Regions from separate parts of the Mus musculus genome. Here region 2 is linked to region 1. A link is a contact called in public Micro-C data. All regions are on one chromosome and are shown on one strand. The core of a region is the stretch at or near the end of the contact, and the rest is flanking DNA. Distances in the headings are between cores, read along the strand shown. Region 1 has its middle 8.3 kb from the start of Mir7076. Region 2 overlaps Cfdp1 (craniofacial development protein 1).

Region 1 (5,812 bases), core at 2,483-4,982:
GAGTTCGAGGCCAGCCTGGTCTACAAAGCAAGATCTATGACAGCCAAGGCTACACAGAGAAACTCTGTCTTGAAAAACAAAACAAAACAAAACAAAAAAAATAAAGAACTTAAAACATCCAAAAAGTTGTTTACCTTTTAAAACCTGTTTCAGAAATTTTCTCAGCCATCCCCTTCCCAATGCTGCATCTGCTTATCATTGGCTGCCTTCGGGACTCTGCTAATGTATATGATAACGGGTTAAATGATTGTCTAGTTATGCATATTAAAAACAGGTTAGGGGGCTGGAGAGATGGCTCAACGGTTAAGAGCACTGACTGCTCTTCCAAAGGTCCTGAGTTCAAATCCCAGCAACCACATGGTGGTTCACAACCATCCGTAATGAGATCTGATACCCTCTTCTGGTGTGTCTGAAGACAGCTACAGTGTACTTACATTAAATAAATAAATAAATAAATAAATAAATAAATAAATAAATAAATAAATAAATAAAATTTAAAAAAAAAAAAACAGGTTAAATGATGGCCAACAGGGACATTTCATCTTTGTGTCTGGAACTTATAAATGCTATTTCGTAAGGAAAAAAAAAAGTCTTTTGTTGTTGTGTTTGTTTTTGAGACAGAGTCTTGTATGTATCCCAAGTTGGCTTCAAACTTTCTTTGTAGCAGAGGGATGGCCTTGAATTTAAAATTAAAAAAAAATTATTTTCTTTATGGGAGGAGAGAGGGAGCCCAGGAAGTAAGGGTGGGTGGGTAGTAATGGGGTTCAGAAGAGGGCATCAGATGCCCCAGAGCTGGAGTCACAGGCAGTGGCTAGCTGCCGGATGTGGGTGCTGGGATCCAAACTCATTTTGTCCGAAAGAGAAGCAAGCTCTCTTAACCTTGGGTCTTAGCGTCAGCCCCAAGCTTGAACTCCCACTTCACCTATGCTCTCTCTCGGAACTGGCTTGTGCCACCATGCTGCTTGTATGTGGTGCTGGGGAGGGAAACAAAGGGCTTCAAGTGTGCTAAGCGAACACATCAAACCCTGCCAGGCTTCATTGTACGATGTACTGGTTAGTTTTGTGTCAACTTGACACAGCTGGAGTTATCACAGAGAAAGGACCTTCAGTTGAGGAAATGCCTCCATGAGATCCAATGTAAGGCATTTTCTCAATTAATGATCAAGGGGGGAAGGCCCCTTGTGGGTGGGACCATCTCTGGGCTGGTAGTCTTGGATTCTATAAGAGAGCAGGCTGAGCAAGCCAGGTGAGGCAAGCCAGTAAAGAACATCCCTCCATGGCCTCTGCATCAGCTCCTGCTTTCTGACCTGCTTGAGTTCCAGTCCTGACTTCCCTTGGTGATGAACAGTAGTATGGAAGTGTAAGCCGAATAAACCCTTTCCTCCCCAACTTGCTTCTTGGTCATGATGTTTGTGCAGGAATAGAAACCCTGACTAAGACATACGATATGATTCCATCACAGATCTTGGCATGAGTAGAGCGGTTTGAGTCCGATTTAGGACCACAAGGCTCCTGAGAGAGGTTGAGGGAGATGAGACACAGACAAGGTGGAGGTGTGAGGCTGTGACCAGCCAAAGAACACCATTGGCTAGAGGCTGAGCATGAGGACACGCCCCCTCCGGTCTTCTGATGCAGGGATCTCAGCACAGCGAGCTCACTAGGGAGCTTCCAGCCCCCAGAACCGGGAGGGGATGGGTGCACCGGTGCTGTTTTTAATCTCTGTCCCAGCCGATTTGGGAAACAAGCACTCTGAAGATTTGTTCTTGTTTTAATTTCTCCCAAGGAATTCTTTTATTTAGTTAGGGGTTTGTTTGGTTGTTTGGTTTTTGTTTTGATGGTAAAAGATACCATTTTCTGCCACGGTAAGGAAGCTCTCTCCTCCGAGTCTCACTTCCCTGAGTACCTTGATAATGAAGTTGAATTTTGTCCCAGGCCCCTTCTGCATCAACTGTTTTTGTTTTTTGTTTTTGAGGCACGCACGGTTTCTCTGTGTCACCCTGGCTATCCTGGACTAGCTCTGTAGACCAGGCTAGCCTCAAACTCAGAGATCCACCTGCCTCTACCTCTGAGTGCCAGGATTAAAGGCATGCACCACAGCCTAGCTCTTTTATGAGATTTTTATATTATAAAGACTTGAATAAAAACATGGAAGCAGGGCTGGAGACATGATTTAAGAGCACTGGCTGCTCTTCCAGAGGACCTGGGTTCAATTCCAATACCCACATGGCAGCTCACAACTGTCTGTAACTCCTGTTCCAGGGGATTCAATACGCTCACCCAGACACAAGTGCAGTCAAAGCATCAATGTGCATAAGATTTTTTAAAAAAAACATGAAGGAGTAATATATTTTTATTTCTAAAGTTATAATCTGTCAAATTTGCTCACACCAAAGAAAGAAAGAGAGAAAGAAAGAGAGAGAGAGAGAGAGAGAGAGAGAGAGAGAGAAAGGAAGAAAGAAAGAAAGAAAGAAAGAAAGAAAGGAAGGAAGAAAGAAAGAAAGAAAGGAAGAAAGAAAGAAAGATACATAGATAGATAAATGTGTGTAAGCTGACATGTGGGTACTAGGAATTAAACCCAGATCCTCTAGAGCTGTCAGTCCATGGTCTTAGCCTTTGGGTCATCTTTCTAGTCCTTTCTCTTCTTTCTTGAGACAGATTTTCATGTGGCCCAGGCTGGCCTCAAGCTCTATATGTAACTGAGGATGTCCGTCAACTTCTGATCCTCCTGCCTCCGCCTCCCCAGGGCTGTGATCTCAGGCACGAGCTACCACACCTGGCTCTCAGTAGGATACCATCTCTCTCTGAGCTGATGGTGGTAAAGGATAGATAGCGGCATCCTCTGCCACGGTAAGGAAGCTCTCTCCTCCTCCTCTCACTTCCCTGAGTGCCTTGATAATGAAATGAAGTTGGATTTTGTCCCAGGCCCCTTCTGCATCAACTGAGATGGTCACGTGACTCTCCTCCTTTCGTCTAATGACTCGGTACATTACACTGATGATTCCCTCAGTCAAATCGCCCTCTGCACACTTGGGACCAATCCCGCTTGGTCAGGGCATATAATCCTTTTAATGTACTATTGGATTCACTCAGCTGTGGTTTGCCGAAGATTTGTCTTCATTTGTATCTATGAGGAACGTTTGGTCCGTAATTGCCCTTTCGTGTGATGTAATATTGCTCTCCCCAATTCACTCTTGAACACCCAGTTTATGGGATGGTGCGGATTAATCTGAGGATTATCCTACCAGCTGAGCTTCATCTCTAGACGATGTGATGTGATGTGATGTGTGGATGCTCCTTCCAGAATATGCCGAATATAGAGAACAAAGGAGACTTTCTGATGTCGTTCTCTGACACTCTCCACTTTAATTTGTTTGAGACAGGACCTTCTCTCTGTGAATTGAAATTTGCTGTTTCAGAGAGTATGGTGGGCCGACGAGCTCGCTGGAGCCCCCTGTCCTCTAAAGCTGGGATTACAGGCATGTAGGGTCATACCTGCCTTTTAATTGGGTCCTGAAGATTTTAACTCCTGTTTCCCAGCGACCCCTGCTAGTTACCTCTGAGCAATCTTCCCCCTCTTGCTCCGGTGCACGTCTCAGGGGAGAGCAGGGTGCACAGCTCAGGAATGTGCAGTTTGAGGAGGGCTCCTACCGCGAGCACACAGGCTGCTAGCAGAAGTCCCGGAGCCGCCCTGTCTGTCTGCGGACTCTTCCTGAGGCAGCCACTGCGCTGATTTCCCACCACAGCGCCATTCCTGCAGCCTGTGGCAGCATCTGGGGTAGCGTGAATTAGAAAGCAGTGGGGAGGGCTGGCGAGATGATTCAGTGGGTCAGAGCACTGACTGCTTCTTCCAAAGGTCCTGAGTTCAATTCCCAGCAACCACATGGTGGCTCACAACCATCCGTAATGAGATCTGATGCCCTCTTCTGGGGTGTCTGAAGACAGCTACAGTGTGCTTACATATAATAAATAAGTTAACCTTGAGAGAGAGAGAGAGAGAGAGAGAGAGAGAGAGAGAGAGAGAGAGAGATCTCGGAGCATTTGCCATCTCAAATGTGTGTTGGGCGGGGTTGTTTTATTTTGTTTTGTTTTTGTTTTTGATATCGGATCTCGCTGGGTTGCCCAGGCTGGTCTCAGCCTCCCAGGGTCACTCTGTCTCAGCCCCTGAAAACTGGAACTACAGGTTTACAGGACGCCAGCCACCTGTTTTACCTCTGGGTAAACTGAATCTTTTCTGAAATCTGAGGAATGTACCTCCATTATTTCTTCAAATGGAGATTTATATCTCTTTAACTTTATACTCGGGCTACTTGGCCTGCAGTTATCTGAGTGCTGGCATCTGATCTTACACATCACTTGTCTTATTTTCTCTCTCTCTCTCTCTTGTTTCTAAGAGCATTCCTTACCCTGACCCAACTCACTAATTTCTCTGAAGCACTGATTTTATTATGAGCGGTCACCTATTATTGTTACTGCAATCACAACAGACTGTTTTTGTTGTTTGTCTGTTTTGAGACAGAATTTTACTCTGTAACTTAGGCTGGCCCTACACTCACTATGGAGTCCATTCTGTACTCAGAGTAATGGCAATCCTCCTGCTTCAGCCTCCTGAGTGCTGGGATTATAGGCATGTGCTACCTACCTACCATTCCCCTGACAATAACTCTAGTTTTGACACCTGGATTTTTTGTTTTGTTTTGTTTCTGTTTGGGACAGAGTATTATGGCTATTCTTGGTTGTCAACTTGGCTACATCTGGAATGAACTACAATGTAGAAATGGAGGGCAGGGCACACCTGTGAGAGATTTTCTGCTTCTCCATTCTAGTCTGGACCTTTGAGGAAGGAAGGCACACACCTCTCTCCGATCTGGATCTTGTTTGTTTGTTTGTTTGTTTTGTCTTTTGTTTTTTTAAGACAGAGTTTCTCTGTATAGCCCTGGCTGTCCTGGAACTCACTCTGTAGACCAGGGTGGCCTCGCACTCAGAAATCCTTCTGCCTCTGCCTCCCAAGTGCTGGGATTAAAGGCGTGCGCCACCACTTCCCAGCACCCTACTGGATTCTTTAATGGCTTTTATTACTTGATCACTAATATCTTTTGTTTACTAGGCTTATTTTTGCCTGTTTTGAATCTTGCCCACGTCCACCAATGTTCCTATTTCTAACAGAATCTGTAATCCCAATGAGTGGGCTTTCTTTTCAAGTATTTTCTCATTATAACTCTACTAGAGCAGAGGGAAGGGATCCAAGTCTCAGAATCAGGCAGATGGAAGTGGTGGGTGAGCCCGTGGAAGAGCCCCACAGGCCCGAGCACCAGGGAAACACTTCGTCTTTTCATGACATCCAGAGGAGACTTGGAGGAACAGGATGGGAATCAGGGGGTGTCCTTCCCATTGTCCCTGGCTCCTCACTTGCACCTGACCCCCGTATTCTGAGGACGAAGAAGCTGTTTGAGGTGGGCCTGGGGCCGGCACCTCCTACCCAAGGTGTCAGAGTGAGGAGAAACAGCAGGTTCAGGCCCTTTCCTTCCCATTTGATCTTCCCACAGCCCAGCCTCAGCCTCAGCCACTGGCCACAGCCCTGACCACAGCTCCTGGTTCAAATCGGCTTCCTCTCCATTGTCTCTGGGTCGTTCTGGGTGAGGCAGCCAGAGTTATACTAGCCCAGCCTGCTGGTAAGCATGGCTGGGATCCTTTCTGCATTTCTCAAAGTTCTTCACAATACTTTTTCTCTTCCCTGTAGAATATTAGATGTTTTGATGGTATGGCGTTGAGGCGAAGGCTGCCAGGACAACTTAGTCACTCAGGACATGAAACA
Region 2 (6,039 bases), core at 2,390-4,889, 85 kb before region 1:
GCGGGGCGGGGCGGGGCGGGGCGGGAGGAAAGAAGCTCCCTGCAAGACAGTTATCCTCTGCCGGCCACAGTGCCCGCCCACACACACACACACACAAGCACAGAACGCACCTTCTTAAAAAGAATATGTTCTTTTACCTGCCAACTCCGTATGCCTCTGAGGCCGGAAAACAGTCATCCTGCTGCTGTGGACTGCTGGGAGGCTCAGAGAGGCAAGCAAGCTTTGACCAGAATTGCCCAGGCCGTGTTTACCAATATAGGGTGTGAACTAAGGCGGCATTATTTCTCGTTTCCTCCAAGTCCTGTGACAACGTTGAATGCTTTGCTAACTCTCGTTTACTTTCTCCTTGTAAGATGTTTTCTCTCCTTGTGTGCTAGTGCAGACCTTTAATCCCAACATTGAGGAGGCAGAGGCCCTGAGTTTGAGGCCTGCCTGGGCTACAGAGTGAAACCCTGTCTCAAAACAAACAGAAAACCCATCCTTTTACGGTGTAGTTTCATTCCTGGCTGAACAGAATCATCCTTTTGTGGACAGAAGGGAAGTGGTTTGGATAGAGTGAGAGCATCCTGAGTAGTCACCTGAACACCAGCCTGGCTCACCGGCTGGTTTGCCCAAACCTGACTTACCCTGGGGTTGGAGCCATGCCGGGAGGCCTCTCCTGCCAGGTTGTACTAACACTGTTTTTGTCTTTATCCAGGTACATTGAGCGGAAAGCTTTTCTGGATCGAGTGGACCACAGGCAGTTTGAAATTGAGCGAGATCTCAGGCTGAGCAAAATGAAACCTTGACATTCTGGGAAGGATTCCTAGCAGCTGAATCCTATTGACAATGTGAGCTCCTCTGAGTGTCTGTGAAATACTTCCAGTGTTCCTCATCATGTTTCCAGCAAGTCCCTTTTTCTACGTTGCAGTTTGTTTAATGTATGTTAATTTCACCTGGCTTCATTCATTTTCCTTTTTAAAATTTGTCTTTTAAATAAACAAACAGAACCCTCTGTGAGGTTGGTGAGAGTAAGGGTGCCGTGCTCCTTCCCTGTGCTCTGCCTCTAAGGCTGAAGGCCAGCAGGCCCAGCCACCACATCTCAGACCTGTCTGTGATGGTCACAAGCCTCTTTAAAGTCAGCCTTTCCTGGAGACTCCTCGGGGGCTTCCTGGGGTGGCAGCTAACACTGAGTCTCTGGGCATTTGTTCTCAATGCATTCAGCTCCTCTCTTGTGTGAGATTCGTAAGGTGGGGACATTGGGATAAATTAACGCTAAGTGGCTTTTTGTCTTTTCCTATTCCCCTTTCTCCTTAAAAAAACAGTCTACTTCAGATATATTTTCTACCTCAGTAGTTCTTCAGGTTTTGGTCAAGGGACATTCTTTCCAGTAATGCTGCACACACCTAGAATCCCAGTGCAAATGGAAGACTGGCAAAGAACTGCTACAAATCTGAGGGCAGCCTGGGCTACATAGCTCCAGACCAGCCTGGGCTGGAGACTGAGAAATGGGGATGGGGAGTATATAAAGACCTCATGTTCTTTCTGCTCCTTAGGAGACTTCCCCACTCAGACTTCCTGCCTAGGAAGCGTTGAACACATTAAAGTCCATCGCTTGTTCCAAGAGCATGGGGACTGGGGAAAGTGGGCTTCAAAGACAGCATTCTGTTTCCTGCTCAGACCCAGCTCTGTGGCCTTACCACAGCTTTGTTTTCTGGCCTGTGGATGGCGTGAGTCACATCAGTCTTTCAGAGGGCTGAAGTGAGCTGATGCCAGCCTAAGGCCAAAGAACACTAGGTCACAGTGGGCTTCCTATCTAGGCCTTGGGTGTGGGGGCAGTATTTGTAGCAACCAAAACTGAATTGGTGACACCAGATGGCTAGCATCTCATTACCCAAAAAGGAAGTTTACAAGCTACATTTGAACTCCTGGTCTGTTCACATCCATCTGCAAAGGACAGTACAGGGGACACAGAGCATACCAAGCTGGCATTGCGGCAGATGGTCTCTTCTGAGACTTGGATGATGAAGGAGGTCCTTTAACCAGAACCAGCCAGAACCCCATTGGGATAGGACCTCCATGCCTGTAAGACAGGGGCCCACTTGTGTTCTGCCTGGCATGTCACCTGCTGCACTGGCCTGATGCTTCTCATGCTGTGTTGTGGTTGTGTGTACCCCAGCATCCCATCTCTGCAACCATGGCATCAATAGCTCAAGAGCCAACTCTGCCTGTATATGTAGATGCTCTTCGACCCTTAGGATAAAGGGCCATGCACTCATGGTAACTTGGGTTTTCCTCTCAGCAAAGGCCTAAGAGATTAAGAAGTCAGTGGATCAGTGAGACTTGTCTATGAGTGTCAGCCCTGCCAGCCCTCAAATAGTCTTTTCCATTGGTGGCCTGTTTTCAGTGTTCGTCACCTCTCTAGAAAAGGCTGTCTCTTTCTCCTGGGTGTGTCTATTCCCAGCTGGGCATATGTAACCCAGGTGATACTGGTTGGACTGACACTCAGGTACATGCACAAATCCAAATGCATATACCAATGTGTGTTAGCATCAGTAAGACGTAAAGTGGCCCCACAGTAGACCTGGGTCATCACACCGCTCTGGCTGCAGGGGAGGCTGCAAACGTGTGCATGTAGTGTTTCCCTCTCCTACACTGACAGTCTTTTCTAAAGCTGTCCCAGGAGAGTCAGGAGTTTGGAGATGAAAGCAGGTGGCCGTGTTTGGTGGTGGCTGAGCCTGGGAGAGGAGTGTGCACAGCCTTCTGTTCTTCGAAACGTGGATATGGACTTCAATTTTTCATAATAAAACATTTTCTAAAGTTGTCCAAGAGACACAGAATTGTTTTCTGTATAAGGAAGGGTTTTGAAGTGCTTCAGGCTGAGCCAAAACAGGGTGAGCAGGCTCCCAGCACACAGCCCTCTCTCAGGCCTGCAGGAGCACAGGAGAGGGGCTGTCTGTTGGGGGGACAGAGAAACGGCCAGCAAGACAGACAGACTGCCTGAAGTGGATGTGGTTATCCCCTAAACAAGTGACTCTTTCTCATAGGCATAAGCCACAGAGGCGCTAGGAATCTTTTCGGCCCTGCCTGGCCACACACTGGGCTGAGTATGAAGACTGCAGAATGGAGGCGGAGAACTACACAGGCGGGCACCTACAGGGACCCCTGAGGCAGATGTGGGCCACTTTAAGCTTTTTCTCTTGGTCAGTATGTACTCCCGTGCGAGCACATCAGAGTTCTTAGTGGGAATTGCTTTCTCAGCCACATTGTTAGCTGCCCTGCCTCACTTTCAAAAGACTAAGCCACCTTGGCCAATACCTGGCCTTCCTCTGTGGACCCTTGGTTCTGACCCCAGAACCTCTCTTCCCCACCAAAACCAAAAAAAAAAAAAAACAAAACAAAACAAAACAAAAAACCCAAACCTCTTTTCTGACAATTTGTTCAAACAGTGGCAGAACTTGGTTTGCATAGGAGGTGGTGCCCTTTATTCAGGAATTAGGAATTGTTAAGGAAATGCTTGTGGGGATGCATAAAGAATGAGTCCTATTTGTGGATGGTTTGGCGCCCTTTGTGGGTCTAATGGTCCAGTGCTCTCCTGGGCCCTCACCATGCTGCCGCCACCCCACCCCATCCGTTGGCTATGAGGTTTAAGAGCACTCACTGTTCAGCTGCTCTCCTGGAGCAGACTCTTGGGACCTGAATTCTCTGACCCTGCCCTGGCCTATCAGTCCTTTGTCTTCTCTCTGTCCCCGGTGGGTGTGTCAGAATTCCAAAGTATCTGGTACCTTCTATCTAATGGGAGGGGGTGGGCAGAGTGCCCTAAAGTAGTTTGAGGTCAAGTAATAAAACAAGCCTCTTTCTGTACCCTACTCACCTATTTCTTGGGGAACTTGGTGCTCTAATTAACAATTCTGCATAGGGCCTCTAGGGCCTTACAGAGACACATTAAGAAGTAACCTTGAGTGTGATATACACAGCTAAGGCAAAAGAAAGACATTGAGGCCCTGGCCAGCACTTAGCCAGGCCAGGCCTGTCGAGCATGAGAGCTGGGCCATGCGGCCAGTGAGCCAGATGGCCAGTACCACAGCAGGACCAGGACATCTTTGGAGAGACGTGGAACCAGGGTGCTTCCTCCGGACACAGTTGGGACTGGGAAGACGACTGAGATGACAGGCTCTCCAGATACTATGCTGTCTTGTGGTCCGTGAGGCAAACCGAATGTGTGTAGCTCGATCGCTGTGCTGTCTGTCAAGGGCAGGACACAGTAGAATACTCTAGCATGGGGGCTGGAGAGATGGCTCAGCAGTTAAGAACACTGACTGCTCTTCCAGAGGTCCTGAGTTCAATTCCCAGCAACCACATGGTGGTTCACAACCACCTGTAATGGGATCTGATGCCCTCTACTGTTGTGTCTGAAGACAGCTACAGTGTGCTTACATAAAGTAAATCTTTAAAAATAAAAAAGAGGGCTGGTGAGATGGCTCAGTGGGTAAGAGCACCCGACTGCTCTTCCAAAGGTCCGGAGTTCAAATCCCAGCAACCACATGGTGACTCACAACCATCCATAACGAGATCTGACTCCCTCTTCTGGAGTGTCTGAAGACAGCTACAGTGTACTAACATATAATAAATAAATCTAAAAAATAAATAAAAAAGAAGGGCTGGCGAAATGGCTCAGTGGTTAAGAGTGCCGACTGTTCTTCCGAAGGTCCTGAGTTCAAATCCCAGCAACCACATGGTGGCTCACAACCACCTGTAATGAGGTCTGCCGCCCTCTTCTGGTGTGTGAGAAGACAGCTACAGTGTACTAACATATAATAAATAAATAAATCTTTAAAAAAATTATAAGAAAGAAAAGCAGGCGTGGTGGTGCACACCTTTAATCCCAGCACTTGGGAGGCAGAGGCAGGCGGATTTCTGTGTTTGAGGCCAGCCTGGCCTACAAAGTGAGTTCCAGGACAGCCAGGGCCCCACAGAGAAACCCTGTCTCAGGGAAAAAAAAAAAAAAAAAACATTTTGGAGTATAGTATTGTGCCTTTTGGCAAGTTCCTCATAAGAGCTAGAAGTACTTAGGTGTACTGATAAGACATAGCTCATAGTTTGCAGCACACAGAGCTGGACAGGCAAGAGTGATTTGAAAATGATGCGCCAGCAGACCAGAAGGACCCAGTGTCATCAACAAACCATTGATGGTACCTTACTGTACCATCTCAGTCACCTGCTCCAACACACATGCACACACACATATTTATTTGCACATGACCTCTTAGCGATGCCTCATTTTCCACAGGAGGAAATTTGCCTGAAGTCACCAGGAAACTGACCAGGGCGCATATCCATCACATGGCTTCCCAGCACACTGAACAGCCTCTCAGTTCATACAGCTCCTGCAGCCATGTTGTTTGTGGGTGCTGGGGAATTCCTACTGGGAAAGGACTAGTGTCACAGGGCCAAGGAAGCTCTGAATATAGGCATGTCTGGGGTGAAGGGGACTGGCAGCTGACACTGCAACGGCAAGACTGTAGGAGTCACTTCCCTGAGGCCGCCCCAGCCGGGCCAGCATCTGAGACTGCTAAGGAGGTGTGTTGCTGTGATTCCTGAGTCTTGCCTGGGCTAACTGGTAGCCAGGTTTGCTCTCATTCCAACTCCACTATGCTAAGGGTAGGAGCTTCCGGATGTTGCCTGGCTCTCAGGAGTCAGGAGGGTGAGACTGGGACGCTAAGGAGAGTATCTTAGTGCCACTGCATCCTGCTTTAGAGTCCTCCGATTCAAAAACTTGTCAGGCATGAGTACTGACTCTGCCCACCTTATATGTTGTATTGAGTGAGACCCTCCCTCCAGGAACTGAGTTCCTGCAGTTAATGTACCTGGCCCCTCCTAAGAAGGCCAAGATTAAGGAAGAACACTTGAGCAATGCCTAAGTCTTGAGCAGAACTGCCTTTGATATGTGACTCTTTTTTTTTTTTCCCCTCGAGACAGGGTTTCTCTGTGTAGCCCTGGCTGTCCTGGAACTCACTCTGTAGACCAGGCTGGCCTCGAACTCAGAAATCCGCCTGCCTC

The links. Hi-C and Micro-C count contacts between places; a contact is called where the count stands out from the background.
Region 2: a Micro-C map of embryonic stem cells shows a contact between it and region 1, with 2.0 times the contacts expected there. The contact joins two enhancer-like sites. A contact is called at or near these places in 2 of 39 promoter capture datasets (cranial neural crest and liver), 1 of 15 datasets of contacts at CTCF or cohesin (the NIH/3T3 cell line), 9 of 484 Hi-C or Micro-C datasets (the HL-1 cell line, embryonic stem cells, megakaryocyte-erythroid progenitors and 3 more), 5 of 115 datasets of contacts at active chromatin or transcription factors (embryonic fibroblasts, embryonic stem cells, extraembryonic endoderm stem cells and 1 more) and 1 of 9 other capture datasets (embryonic stem cells).

Annotation. Positions count from the first base shown.
Region 1 is chr8:111,678,506-111,684,317 of GRCm38.p6, reverse strand. No RefSeq gene overlaps it. Among named protein-coding and RNA genes, the nearest start is that of Mir7076, 8.3 kb to the left of the region's middle. Within about 2 kb of position 3,732, at least 25 of the 459 cell types and tissues checked have an H3K27ac peak or open chromatin away from gene starts, as enhancers often do. A contact at or near this core is called in embryonic stem cells, where this site is marked.
Region 2 is chr8:111,763,446-111,769,484 of GRCm38.p6, reverse strand. Cfdp1 (craniofacial development protein 1) reads left to right here. Exons shown (of 7, transcript NM_011801.2): 7 at 698-2,803. The coding sequence ends at 788. Among named protein-coding and RNA genes, the nearest start is that of Gm39252, 12 kb to the right of the region's middle. Within about 2 kb of position 3,639, at least 6 of the 459 cell types and tissues checked have an H3K27ac peak or open chromatin away from gene starts, as enhancers often do. A contact at or near this core is called in embryonic stem cells, where this site is marked.